Linked DNA regions of Mus musculus: region 2 is linked to region 1. Evidence: chromatin contacts called from public HiChIP or PLAC-seq data. All regions are on one chromosome and are shown on one strand. Each heading gives the region's core, a stretch centred on a gene start, on an enhancer-like site or on the middle of the called end of the contact. The rest is flanking DNA. Distances are from core to core; before and after follow the strand shown. Region 1 has its middle 9.0 kb from the start of Slc30a5. Region 2 has its middle 100 kb from the start of 5930438M14Rik.

What was found. HiChIP or PLAC-seq counts read pairs in DNA pulled down with a chosen protein or histone mark.
Region 2: a contact with region 1 is called in an HNF4G HiChIP or PLAC-seq map of pancreatic cancer cells. The contact joins two enhancer-like sites. A contact is called at or near these places in 2 of 484 Hi-C or Micro-C datasets (both in cerebral cortex) and 2 of 115 datasets of contacts at active chromatin or transcription factors (bone marrow-derived macrophages and pancreatic cancer cells).

The regions. Positions count from the first base shown.
Region 1 is chr13:100,838,736-100,846,032 of GRCm38.p6, reverse strand. No RefSeq gene overlaps it. Among named protein-coding and RNA genes, the nearest start is that of Slc30a5, 9.0 kb to the right of the region's middle. Within about 2 kb of position 2,527, at least 31 of the 459 cell types and tissues checked have an H3K27ac peak or open chromatin away from gene starts, as enhancers often do. A contact at or near this core is called in pancreatic cancer cells, where this site is marked.
Region 2 is chr13:101,125,260-101,132,556 of GRCm38.p6, reverse strand. No RefSeq gene overlaps it. Among named protein-coding and RNA genes, the nearest start is that of 5930438M14Rik, 100 kb to the left of the region's middle. Within about 2 kb of position 4,591, at least 8 of the 459 cell types and tissues checked have an H3K27ac peak or open chromatin away from gene starts, as enhancers often do. A contact at or near this core is called in pancreatic cancer cells, where this site is marked.

The DNA.
Region 1 (7,297 bases), core at 1,278-3,777:
TTGGGGAGGAAGAATTAGATGTGGCTTACTCTAGCACATCACTGAAATCAGGAAAGGAACTCAAACAGGGCAGGAACCTGGATTGCCGCAGAGGCCATGGAGAGGTGCTGCTTACTGGCTTGCTCCCCACAGCCTGCTCAGCCTGCTTTCTTATAGAACCCAGGACCATCTGCACAGGGTGTCCCCACTCACAATAGGCTAGACCCTCCCACATCAATCACTAATTAAGAAAATGCCCTACAGGCTTGCCTACACCCCAATCTTGTGGAAGCATTTTCTCATTTGGGTTCTCTTCTCTCAGACAGCTCTAGCCTTTGTCAACTTTAGTCAGCACACTCTCAAAGTATTTATAGTATGAAGGCAAACCAGAGCACACACATGTCCTATACCATTAGCATCATGGAGTGCTGCAAAGAGGAAGAGTAAAAGATCTTTAGGTATTCAAGAGAAAGGATTCGCTTCTGAAATCACTCTCCTTGGATGCTTGGCGTCCATCTTTTGTTCCTGCATGGAAATTATGCAATGGCCAATAGGCCTCAGGAAAGCAACAGTGACTAGAAATGATGTCATCACTCTATGTATGCTACAACCATGGCTGACGACACAAACCTTACTTTTTAGTTTCAGGGAACTGGATTTTAAAGTAGAAGAAACCCTCACTTGTTACTGACTGGCTTTAAAAAGCTTATTAAGTACCATTTGGAAAGAAAATCAGCTAAGAGCTCGATGTGATGGTAGTAAGCCCAGCACTCCGAAGGCTACAGCAGGAGAATCACGAGTTTCAGTCCAGCTTGAGCTACACAGTGAGACCTGGTCTCACAAACTAAGTACAAGCACATATGCATGTGCACAGACACAGAGACAGGCAGGCAGACAGGCAGACAGACAGACAGACAGACAGACAGACAGAGACAGGGACCCAGGGACCCAGGGATATAGAGAAAGAGACAGTGAGAGACAACGAGACAGGAAAAGAGAGAGACAGAAAAAGAGAGAGATAGGGAGGCAGAGAGAGATGTAGAGAGAGACATACACAGAGAGACAGAGAATGGGGCGGAGAGACAGAGAGACAGGGAGATAGAGGCACAGAGAAAGAAAGAGACAGAGAAACACAGAGAGAAAGAGACAGAGGCAGATAAAGAGACAGTGGAAGCGACGAGAGTTTTCTGGGATAGCAAACTTGGAAAGCCACAACTGTGGTTTCTCTTGGGGCAATCATAGCAGTACACAAATCAAGATGGCTCCAGGCCTTTCCAGCTGAATGTATGCCTCTGGAATACCCAAGACACTTTTCAAAAGAAGACATTGAAATGTCAGGAACATGGGGGGGGGGGGGGGCTTTTGAGATAGCATTGGAAATGTAATTGAGGAAAATACGTAATAAAAAAATATTTAAAAAAAAGAAATGTCAGGAACATAAAAAATACTCACAGGTTGTTTTTTGTTTGTTTGTTTGGGCTTTTTTTTTTAAGTCATTGAAGAAAATGTAGTTTAAAGGGGATACTATTATGTGTACATCTGTCAAAAAGTCACTCAATTGAAAAGATTTGACAACATCAAAGGTTAACACAGAGACGCAACAATCAGAACTCTCATACATTGTCGATAGGCCTATAAAATTATTGGGCATCTTATAAAGGTAAAAGTGCTTACAATAATGATTTTCTGTGATCTGACAATTCCACTCCTAGATATTTACCATCAAGGAAGGAAATACTTGTCAACACAAAAATTCGTATAATAGCTTCATCTATTATATCCCAGAATGGAAACAACCCAGGTATCTATGAAGAAGATAACAAATATAATTTCATTTGTCCAGTTCACCCCAGAGCAGGAGGCTCATCACTGCCTGTTTAACTCCAGCTCCAGGGCATCTGGCACCCTCTTCTGGCCTCATCATGCACTGGCACCCTTATGTCATAGTCACACACAAAACATATCTTGGGGACGAGGGTTAGTGTGGTGGTACATGCAATTTAATCCTAGCACTTGAGAGGCAGACAGGCAATTTTAAGGCCAGCCTGGTCTACATAGTGAGTTCTAGACCAGACAGGGCTACACAGAGAGACCCTATCTCAAATTTAGTTAAACAAAATTTTTATTTTTTTTTTCTTTTTCCCCGCCCCAAACAAAATTTTTAAAAGAAAGGAAAATTAAAATAGCTGTTTTCTCTATTTGGTGGATGCTATGATCCTTCCAAAATTCATATGCTGAATCTAATTACCAAGGCCAAATTTTAGCAGTTGAACTTTTGGAATCAAAATGATTTAAGGCTCAGTGAGTTAGCTATCTCCTTTGCTTCGTGTGAGGACAAAGAAGATGTGTCTATGAATCAGGAACTGGTCCCTTACATGTATCCACCACATCTACACTTTGACCTTGGACTTTTCAGCGTCCAGGACTGTGGGAGTTAAACACGTGGCTAATAAGCATGTTGTTTATTAACCAGTCAAGGTATTGCGGTATTTTATTACAGGCAGCTGAACAGGCTAGGACAGTGGGAGGGGACTGCCTGAAAAGGAATATGAAAGAACTCTGTGACTGGGGTGTGGCTGAGTAGCAGCATGCTGGTGACCATGCTCAAGGTCCTGAGTTCAATCTCCAGCCCCACTGTGTGTGTGTGTGTGTGTGTGTGTGTGTGTGTGTGTGTGTGATCCCATAGCTTGATACCTTGATGCCTGATGAGCACAGGCTCTGTGTTCAATCCAAAGCTTCACTCTGTGTGCTCACACGTGTGTGTTCCACGGCTTGATGAGGGTTTGGCTTTGTCTGCTTGGTTTGGTTTCAGACAGGATGTCCTTTTGTAGCCCTGGCTAGCCTCCAGCTCACTGTCATCTGGACTCTTGAATGCTGGAATTACACCACCAGACCTCGCCCAGCTTGGCTCCTAGAGATTAGTTCTAGTTTTTCTGATACTGTGAACACAATTTCATAACGTAGCTTTTTAAATTGCAAAAATGATACTACTGAAGGGATAAAGTAATGTTAATAAAATATTTAAAAGTTGAAACAAAATAATTTATATCACCCATAACTATTCCATCACTATTCCTTCTGGTTCATTTGTGACAATTTGAAATTTTGAAAAGAAAAAGGCACTGGCCTTTGTTGCGTTCCATGAGGGAAGACGCTTAAAATTTGCATAAGATATATTTGTTACCAATAAACAAGAACCAAATAATGGTTTGAAAGCAGCGAGCAGGGGCTGGAGTGACAGCTCAGCCTTGAGGAGCACTGGCTGTTCTTCTAGAGGACGCCAGTGGATTCCCAGCACCCACATGGTGGCTTGCCATCATCCATACTCTAGTTCCAGGGAATATGACACCCTCTTCTGGACTCTGTGGCCACCAGGTAGGTACTCCTGCGATGTGTGATCATATGTGTAAGCAAAACACCATATGCATTTTTAATTAATTAATTAATTAAATAAATAAATTAATAATAATAAGCAAGTAGAGAGAAAGGGTTACTGTGCTATAAGCCCAACCAAGTCTCAATCCCAGGGCATACTCTGGAGTATGTTAGATCTATCAGAGCTGCCTGCACCTAGAAGAATAGCCAGGCCTTGTTAACTTCACCACAGTAGTTTGGGACTGCTCTGAAAAGCTATTTAGTAGGCTTTGGTTTTTTAAAACCTACTTTAATAAGGGTTCTTAAACACCTCATCCTTGCTAATAGCCCACCGACCAAAGGTAGGGGAGGAAGATGGCTGACAGGACAAGGCGTGGTGGAGACCTGGTTAGAAGTAGTTTTTTTGGAATGATTCCAATCTTTGTTGTCAGCAGTGCAGTCCACTAACAAACCCTGAAACATGAGTCAGCAGCAGCAACTCAATCCAGAAGAAACCTCAAGGCTCCGCAGGTCCGCATAGCTGGAGTCCATGGAAGCGGCAAGCAGCAGCCAAAACACCACCAGGAATTCTTTGATGCATTTCTCTCTACAAAGTCATGACAAGAGAAGATCAGAGAAGAGCAGTGAGGCAAACCAACGCCTGAGTGTCTCCCACTGTCTGTTGGGTTATACTCGATGTACTTAGACTCTTTCCAGACATCACGGGTCCTCTCCAGCATCCATGCCAGCAAAACATCACATGACCTTTCACCAGACAGCTTCCAGGAAAACACCACGTGTCTGTTCTCAGCAAAAATTCCTCCCACATGTCTCCTTCCGAGAATCATCCTTTCATAAATCAGGCTCCAGAAAAATATCACATGACACAACTGAGTCTCCAACGAAACCAAAAATTCCCACTTCACAGTGGCAAGCCATGAGGAGCTGACAGCCAGGAACTGGGAGCTGACAGCTAGACAACTTCTCCCTCGAAAATGGATCTAGGACACATAGCTCTGTGCCTGCCATGGTACATTTTCTTTTTCAGTTTTTACTGCTTTCATTGCTAATGACGTTTTAAAATACTTGTGGAACAACAGGCAGGTTGAGGGCTAGAGAGGTGGCTCAGCGGTTAAGAGCATTAGCCGTTCTTCCAGAGGTCCTGAGTTCAATTCCCAACAACCACATGGTGGCTCACAACCGTCAGTAATACTATATAATGCCCTCTTCTGGTGTGTCTGAAGATAGCTACAATGTACTCATATACATAAAATAAATGCATAAATTATTCTTTCTTTTAAAAATGCAAACTGAGTCATGCTTTAAGGTGCTTCTGACCACATGTACAAACCCTGCCCCAAACAAAGAGCCACTTAGGAATCTTATGCTTTTAATTAATTTATTTATTTTTATATGTGTGAGTACATTGTCATTGTCATCAGACATACCATTACAGATGGTTGTGAGCCACCATGTGGTTGCTGGGAATTGAACTCAGGACCTCTGGAAGAGTAGTCAGTACTCTTACCGTTGAGCCATCTCTCCAGCCCAGGGATCTTATTGAGGTGACTGAGTCTAGAGCAATGAAGCAGGAAAAATGGTGGTGAAACTGGGGAGGAACAGAATCTAAAACCAAAGAGAACAGAGGGGATGAGACTTCATGTGACCTGACAACCTAGAAATCACAGAATATCTTGAGTAGGATACCGTGCTAAATTGTGACCTAGCTTAGTGTCTGTAGCAACGACATCAGTGTCACACTGCAGCCTTCACTCACAGAGCACCCTTCTCTAGCCATACTAGAGAAAGTTTGATCTGACTTCTTCCCTGTCCAGTTCTCACTGAGCAGACACCCATTCGTCAAGTTAAGTCAAAGCATCCCTAGGGATCCATCTACAGCACAACTCCCACGCCTAAGGCTCGGGGACCACTGTGGAAGAGGAGGCAGAATGAATGTGAAAGCCAGGGTGACAAGAAACTTGCCATAAACTAGCATCTTCTAGAAACCAGCCAGGCTACACCCATGAAGTCTCAACAAGACTGAGCCACACACAGAGACAGCTCCCATGGAAGGAGGAAAGGTCATAGGGCCTCCAACCTAGACAAAGGACTGCAGACAACTGAGGGATTCTGGGAGGAGGAGGAGAACCCCCAGTGGTAATCCAAATGCCTAGCTGTCAGTCCTGAGATCATATACATACAGGTAATATTATACAGACTGAGAAGGTTGTATATAGGAATATATATGCATGTATATGTATATATGTAACAACAAAGAAGGCTATGAACTTGGGAGAGAACATGGTTCATGGGATGAAACAGACGGGAGGGGAGGGAAGGAGGAAGTGGTGCAATTATATAATTTCAAAGAATATAGGGTGGATATCAATAAGTGGTAAATATACAAAACAGTGTTGAAACTATTGAAACCATCCCAAGGTTTCAAACCAACCAGACAAGAGTTTCAGAGATGGAATGAAAATCAAAGGGATTTCCTAGATAACCTTAGACTATTTTTAGTGTCAATAAGAAAAACAATGATTCATTGAAAGAAAAATAAGAGGGCCAGCAAGATGGCTCAGCAGGTCCAGGTGCTTTCTGCAGAAACCGATGACCAGAGTTCGAATCCACATAAAGGTAAAAGGAGAAGCTCCCTCAAGCTGCCATTGGACTTCTACTTGGTGACACACATGTGCATGGATACCCAGAGAGACAGAGAGGGGGAGGGGGGGTTAAATGTTATAAGAAACTGTTGACTGGGAGGAGGGGGCTTGGGAAATGGTTTTGTTGGTAAAGTACATAAAAGCCTGATTTTGGATTCCCCAGCACCCACATAAAAGTTAGGTACAGCCTGAACCCTGAACATATCAAAGACTGGTAGATCCTCAGACCTCACTGGACAGCCAACCTAGCCCAATCAATAAGCTACAGATTCAGTAAGAAACTGTGTCTCAGCAGGGTAAGATGCCACAGACCTTTAATCCCAGCACTCAGAAGGCAGAGACAGACAGATCTCTGAGTTCAAGACCAGCCCAGTCTACAGAGACTATGTCATGCTATGAACGGCTATTTAGAGAGCTGGTCTATTTCAAAGTTCAGTTTACTACAGCAAGTGACCCTGCTCTGGTGTGGTGTGATCTTCTGGGACCTAAGCAGGGGCTGGTCTAAAACAATGGGTCCCCATAAACTTTACACTTGATAGAATGATAGTTGGAGAAATGGCTCAGTGGTTAAGAGCACTGACTGCTCTTCCAGAGGTCCTGAGTTCAATTCCCAGCAACCACATGGTGGCTCACAACCATCTGTAATGGGGATCTGATGCCCTCTTCTGGTGTGTCTGAAGACAGCTACAGTGTACTTACATACATTAAATACGAAATAAATAAGTAGATAGATAGATAGATAGATAGATAGATAGATAGATAGATAGATAGAGATAGAATGATAGTTACCAAACTATCATCTTAGAACACGGGCAAGGAAAATGCATATGCATATATTTTTGGAGTTCAACATATGCAGTTCACCATTTATTAGCCTATACAACTTTATAACAGGAGAAAAGAACACAATATATTCATGTATGATGACATGTAAACTGGAACTCGAAAACACACTGCTTAAAAAACAGAGTAGTCAAGTGTTGGTGCCGGGCAGAGGCAAGTAGATCTCAGTGAGTATGAAACCAGCAAGCATGCACAGTGCAAGAAACTTGTTTTCTATCACGACAAGGGCCCATATTTCCTGAACCTCTCCCTTCCCTTTTGTGTCAATTAACCTATTGTGTCAGAGTGTGAGGTTTGTGTTCCCACAGATGGGATAACACACCATCACCTATATCAGAGGCCATTTTGGCAAGTGTGTTTGCTAACCAGTTTTGGATTTGGTGCAATCTTTTGCCAAGGGGAAAAAAAAAAAACCATCAGTCCCCTTGGCTGAGTGTGATGGCTCATGTCTTAAATCC
Region 2 (7,297 bases), core at 3,342-5,841, 280 kb before region 1:
TATGGGGGAGACCTTAGCTGAGATTCCTACCAGTGGAGGATATAGAGACAGATGTGGTCACTTCCAGGCAGGACTTCCAGTGGAAGGGACATCAACCCACCCACAAAACCATCAGCCCAAAATTTGCCCTGCCTACAAGATGTACAGGGATAAACATGAAACAGAGACTGAGGGAACAGCCAACCAATGACTGTTCCAACTTGAGATCCATCCCATGGGAGAGAGCCAACCCCTGACACTATTAATGATACTCTGCTATGCTTGCAGACAGGAACCTAACATAACTGTCTCCTGAGAGGCTTCATCCAGCAGCTGATGGAAACAGATGCAGAGACCCATAGGCAAATATCAGGTGGAGCTCAGGAGTCTTGTGGGAGAGTGGGGATAGAACTGGGTGAGCTGGAGGGTTCCAGGACACCCCAAGAAGACCTACAGAGTCAACTAACCTGGGCCCATGAGAGCCCACAGAGACTGAACCACCAACCAAAGAATATGCAGAGACTGGACCTAGGACCCCCACACACATTTATAGCAGATGTGCAGCTTGGTCTTCCTTGTGGATCCTCTAGCAATTGAAGCAGGGATCTCTCTGAGTCTGTTGCCTGCCATTGGATCCCCCCAACCTGAACTACCAGGTTGGGCTTCAATAGGAGAGGAGGTACTTAGTCCTGCTGGGACTAGATGTCCCAGCGTGGGGTGGTACCAAGGGAGGCTTCCCCTTTGCTGAGGAGAAAGGAAGAGGGTAGTCGGGGAGGGATTTGCAAGGGCAGGACTATGAGGAGAGAAAGGAAGGGGGCTGTGGTTGGAATATAATGTGAATTTTAAAGTGAGAAAAACCAAAAACTAAGTCATTCATAGGAGCTTTTTATAAAATTTCTACTCTGGAGGTACATTTGAAATTTTCAGTAACAAAAATGTTTGTTTTGTTTTGTTTTGTTTTTTTGTTATTAAGGATACGATGTAGGGAGGTTTCAAATAACAAATTAGAAAAAGAAAACATATTCAACCATACCTATTTTCTAATATGAAAGGAGGGGGCACACATTCATCTGGACATAAGACTGAATCACGCTGTTTCCTGCCCTGTGCGGAAGGACTCACATTTTAAACATAAATTTCCCTTAATTACTTATGGTAAGAACAACTGTGGTGCTCTTAGAACAGGCAACCACAGCAAAAGCAAAAACAGACTCTTGTCAGGGGTGGGGGTGGGGCTGAAAGAAGAGAAAATAAAGAACCCAGGAGACCCACGGCACAGGCTAATGACCTGACATAGTCAGTCTGCACCCAGGGGCTGACTCCAAAGCTACACTGTGTAACCCTGCTATTGCAGGTAATAGTGTCATAAGAAAGCGAGCTTTCCCCAGGTGAGCTCTCCAGTCACATTGTAAGAGAGCACCTGAATTTAGATTCGATACCAAGTGCGATTTTCACCATGCAGTCACGCTTGCTGGAATCCTGACCTTTACCATCAACCCATATTCCGTATTCATTCATATTCTTCCAGATGGCAGTAACCTCTGGACTAAATTACTCTTTGTTCTTTCATACCATAGGAAGGAGATTGGGAGATCTCACTGGACAGGGTTAAAGAAGCAGGAGCCAAGCAGAAAGGAAGAAATTGGGATTTTGCTGTCCTATACCCAGATATGTCAGAATTTTAACATACAAACTTTTAAAGGTTACTATCTTGTATGCAATCCGTGTCCCATTGGGAAAATAGAAATTGTACCTTTTACTACCTCTGGTATAGACTATGATTAAGCAGTTTGAACAACTATGTCCGTACACATGATTATTGATTTACCACATAACTAATGCTAATTAATGATGGTAATTATAAAAATATAGATTGATATCAACATTTAGAGCAACATCCAAACTTCCCAAATTATGATGATCAATCTAGAACTTTAAAAACTAACAGCAGTTAATCATTATTATTATTGTGCCTAAACGATAATGATTTGTAATAGAGAATCACATGTTTCCTCCAACTCAGAGAAGCACTAATCTATCACTGTGAGGATAATAGCACTAATAATGGAAGATTAATGATTGCTAATCATCTCCCATTATCAGTATTTAAATGTTCAAATCAGTTAAAAGTGGGTACAACAAAACCTAGGAAAGTCAAACAGCAAAATAAGTCACGGATAGCGGCCAGTGAGTCCCTACACAATTCACAGGGAGTAGCAAGAGTAGAAAGGACTGTAGGGCTGGGCGGTGGTGGCACACGCCTTTAATCCCAACACTTGGGAGGCAGAGGCAGGTAGATTTCTGAGTTCGAGGCCAGCCTGGTCTACAAAGTGAGTTCCAGGACAGCCAGGGCTATACAGAGAAACCCTGTCTCGGAAAGAAGAAAAAGAAAGAAAGAAATGACTGGAGGTATTTTGTCCCCCTTTGTTTTCTCTTGGCTTTTTTTTTTTCAAGCATGGGACAGGAATGGTAGCTTACATCTCAGCTCTTGGGGGGTCTCAGGTAAGAGTGTCACAAATTCAAGACCAAAGCCAAATACTATCTCAAAATATCAAAACAAAGGCAAACAAAAAGCTCAGCCCCCACCCCCAAAGAATCTAACTTCATTGACCTGTGGTGTGGATGAGTTCTTACAAGTCCCCTGAGTGCTTGTGTCTAATATGTACCCCATACTGAGGGCCGCTGTTGCAGATGCCTGACTTCTATGCTTGAAAATATGATGCATTGGCTCCTAGGGGCAAAACTGAATTCAGACACCTAGTTGCCCAGGTTCTGTCGATCAGAGCTGTTCAGCAGAGGAATGAGCTGTTAGTTTTAGTTGTCAGGGAATTTTCTTCATGGAAAAGAAGTACATTAAAATACCAAATTACAGTATTTACATATTTTGTGGGTTTTTTTTTTCCCCAACTGTGTTCCCATAGCAACTCAATCCATTTGCTTCCTACTTTCCTCTGAGTAATTTTCCATCATGAGCCATGCTTTACTAGTGAGGCAAATAGTTGCCCCCCTGAAATAACTGGCTTGCTATTTACTATTTCTTTGCCAGGGAACTCAACTCTAGCGGCTCTGCCTCGATTCTGCCCTCTGTGAATTTTATCAGGGTAATGTCTGGTTTGGGAAAAATTGTCCTTGATCACTTTTTTAATCTAACCAGTGTCTGGTTTTTTTGTTGGTTGGTTGGTTGGTTGGATGGGTTTTCGTTTTTTTTTTTTTTTTTAGTTTTTTTCCTAATGAATCAGATAAGAAAAGTCAAATGAAGGTTTCCTGTAGGGAACAATTGGGCAGAAAGGGATGCAAAGAATAAAACTGATCAAACTTCAAACCATGGGCAGTTCATCCAAAATCAATCCCAGACAACGAGTAACAACAGCTAACAACCTCCTAGCCTCTCACCAGGCTGGACCAGCAGCATCCCTAATTAGAAAGACATCACAGCTTTGGAGATAGGTAACCACAAGCAATCAGAAAGGAAGCAAGTCCTACTCTAACCATGAAAAGATCCCTGTGTCCCCAGAGGGAAGGTCAAAAGGAGACACAGGACACTGCAGTTTCTTTATGATTTCACCCAGATGACTTGGCCTACTAAAAGCAGGTTGATGGGTTGGTTTGAAACACAGGACATCTAACTTCCTAATGGAACCATGCTTTGCAAGAAGAAGGTCAGAGAAGACTGCAGGAGGCACCAGGCTGGAAGCTTCTAGACAGCTCTCCTTGCTGCAGCCCGATGCCAGGATGGAACTGAGCTACCCGTGCTAGAGGAGAGATGAATGTCATTGGAGAAGAGCTGTCTGCTCTCATTTGCTGACTCAGAGGCCTCTTTCTGGGCCAGCAGTTTTCATGAAGAAGATGTATTTCCACCTCTCTCCCAAGTTCCGAGTAAAAGCCAGCGCTGTGCAGAAGCACTGGCCATGGGCTAAGTGACCCAGAGGGCATCTCAAAATGTAGCAACACAAGCCACATACAGCCAGAGCTTGGCCTCTCAGCCCATGACCTAGATGCACCATACATAATATTCATTGAACTGCCTGCACTGGAGGTCACCACAAAAGCCTTCGGGGCACCCTTCTATCTATCCCTTTATTCCTCAAGAAGAACACCCTATCAGTTAGGGTTCCAACAGGAAATGGGATATGCTCATGTCTAGCGACTGAGTGAGTTTAAGATATCCTCGACAAAAGTATAGACACAGTTCAGTATATTTCTTTTTTCAGAACTAGTAATAGCAGAAAACTGCTCCCAGTCTAGGCCTGAGAGGCAAACAAAGTTATGGGGAGCTGAGAGGAGCTGGACCTCTAGGTAAAGGATACAGCAAGCACACCAAGGAAAGAGAGTAAAGGAAATAAATACCCAGACACTACACTCCTCTGTGATATCCATCAAACACAAACAGAAGTGCAGGGACAGAAGCCCATGGCTCTATCCATTGAGGATGTCCTTTCTACACAGTAAGATGTCCATCAAGGGGAGGAAGGGGATGCCCTCGAACACTGGAGATAGATGATTCAGGACCAACAAGAGGAAGGGGATGCCCTCAAACACAGGACATAGATGACTCAGGACCAACGGGAAGAAGGGGATGCCCTCAATACTGGACATAGATGACTCAGGACCAACAGGAGGAAGGGGATGCCCTCAAGCACTAGAGATGACTCAGGACCAGTGATATGTTTGTTCTGCCATTGCCAGAGCTATTCTACATTTCATACTTTGCACTTTTTTATTTCCTTCAGTAGATTCAATTTTTCCTGTTTGCTTTAATAAGGTAGTCCATGGGCTGGTGGTCATCTGAGACTCCTCCACAGCTATGGTGACTGTGTAAATATTGTCTAAAGTAAATATTAAATATTTTCCTAAATAAACATTAAAGTTTACCACCTTGACCCATGTTAACCTGGAAAATATATGGTCACCATGGCTATGATACATACAGAGGCAAACTGGGGATAACAGCATCAAAAATATAGTCAAAAATAGCCTCTGTAAAGCCTTTACTTCAGCCATGAACCTGTTCTCCAGGAAACTTGATTCTTGTGATTATGGTGGTTTAGAGTCAGTACAGACAAATGGAGGCATCTGTCACTCCCCTTGCACTTTTGCCCTTTGTCCTCCCCATAGTTAACTGCCACCCTTTCCCATGCCCAAACCACACGGCAAAGCTGATGACCACCAGCCGTTCCACTCCATTTTGCCCTCAACCCATGGAATTTCTCCACTAGGTCACTAGACACAAACAACAGTATTGTTTTCAAGTGGTAATTAACACTTTACTCAGACAGCTGAGAGTGCGATTGTACAGAAAGCACCCCCCCCCCATCATCTGTTCTCTACTGCAGCTGATGTGACATCTCCAAAGCCAGAAAGAGCTACAGTGTTCTTCAAAGGTCCAAGTTAGCCATAGTAAGTGCTTGAAGAGCCACCTGTTGTCTCCTGAGGCTGTTGAGTAGGTTTTAGGAAGGCAAACTAAGATCGGTCCTGTTAGGAAGGAGGGAATTGAGCATCCTCTGCCCACTGGAACAGAATGACTAAATACAGATTGCTTAGCTATTTTAAGATGGGATGTGAACTAATCAAAGATACCTTTGACGACAACGTGAAAGATGCAATGGGGAGGGGTTAAAAGATAAACTGAAGGTTGGGAGATCTGGTGACAGAAATCTCACTCCAGCCTGGGTAAAGCAGTAGACGTGGGGAGCAAGAAGAAAATGGGATTTCTCCAAAGTCTTTCAACACGGTCAGTGCTGTGAAGACATTAAAGAGAAAAAGGATGAGTAAGATTCCTTTAAATTTAGTGCCTTAGCTTCGTGGTTGGTGTTACAAAGGCTACAGGGGCATAACTCTTTTCTCGGGAAAATTTCGTGCTAATTGAGGGGACCAAAGTATCACTGAAGAGATCTCATTTGTAGCCACATACAACGGACTTGTCCCAGTGAAGTTAGAATGTGCATGCATGCTTCTGCGTACAGGATGCGTGTGCATATGTGTGTGTGTGTGTGTATGTGTGTGTGTGGGTGTGTGTGTGTGTGTGTGCATATGTGTGTGTGTGTGTGTGTGTGTGCATGTGTGTGTGTGTGTGTGTGTGTGCCTATCCTGGAATGTGAGATGCTGTTTTCAACAACCAGAAAAGAAATGCATAAGAAATGCCTGTTTCTCTTCTTGCCTCCTGCATATCCTTGATTCTTTAGTGGAATTATTTTTTTAAACATAGAATATAATAAAACACACTACTTACCATGGTAAGAGGGTTAAAAACTAAACCAAAGAGAAAAGAATATCTGTAAATTAGGTCTCATAGATTAAGATACAGATTTTTTAGTAGCTTTGGTCATTTAGAAAACAAGAAATAGATCGCTAGAACATTATAAAGAATTTTGAGGGTTGAGGGTTGAGGTTGTAGCTCCATGATAAAGTGCCTACCTACCATGCTCTGGGTTCAATATCCAGTATGATGGATGGGAAGTAGGGAGGGAAAGAGGGAGAGAAGGAAGGAAGGCAGGAGAGAGGGAGGGAGGAGGAAGAGAGAAGAATAGGGGAGGGGAGAAAAGAAAGAAGACTAGGTGGGAGTCCTGGAGAGATTAGGGATACAAGGGACATACCTAAACATAATGTAGGTGGTTTACACCAAACTCATAGCCAGTGTCATCCTAAATAGAAAGAAACTCAAAACAATTCTACTGTAGTCAGGAACAAGACAAGGATGTCCTCTCTCTCTCTCCATGCCTATCCAATAGAGTACCTGAAATCTTATCTACAGCAATAAGACAGCTGAAGGATATTAATGGGATGCAAACAGGAACAGAAGAAGTCAAAGTATGTTTGCTAAGGACATAATAGCATACAATCAGTGACCCTAAACATCCATCAGGAAACCCCTCTTACACATGAGCACTTCAGCACAGTAGAAGGATACAAAATAAACATAAAAATCAGACAAATGACAAATGGACTAAGAAATCATAGAAATAACACCTTTCATAATAATCCCAAAAAAAAACCCATAAACTATGGGGTAACTCTAACTAAGCAGGTGCAACACTTGAGTGATAAAAACCTTAAGACAATGAGGAAGATATCAGAGGCTGGAAAGATCCTCCATTCTCATGGATAGGTCGGATTCACACAGTAAAAATGGCCATCCTGCCTAACCACAGATGCAATGCAATCCCCATCAAAATTTTAGCACAATTCTTTGCAGAACTTGAAAAAAATAATGTTCAGCTTCATTATGGAAACGCAGAAAACCCAGAAAAGGTAAAACAATCCTGAATAATAAAAGAGCTTCCAGAGGTGTCACCATTATCAATCTCAAGCTGCACCACAG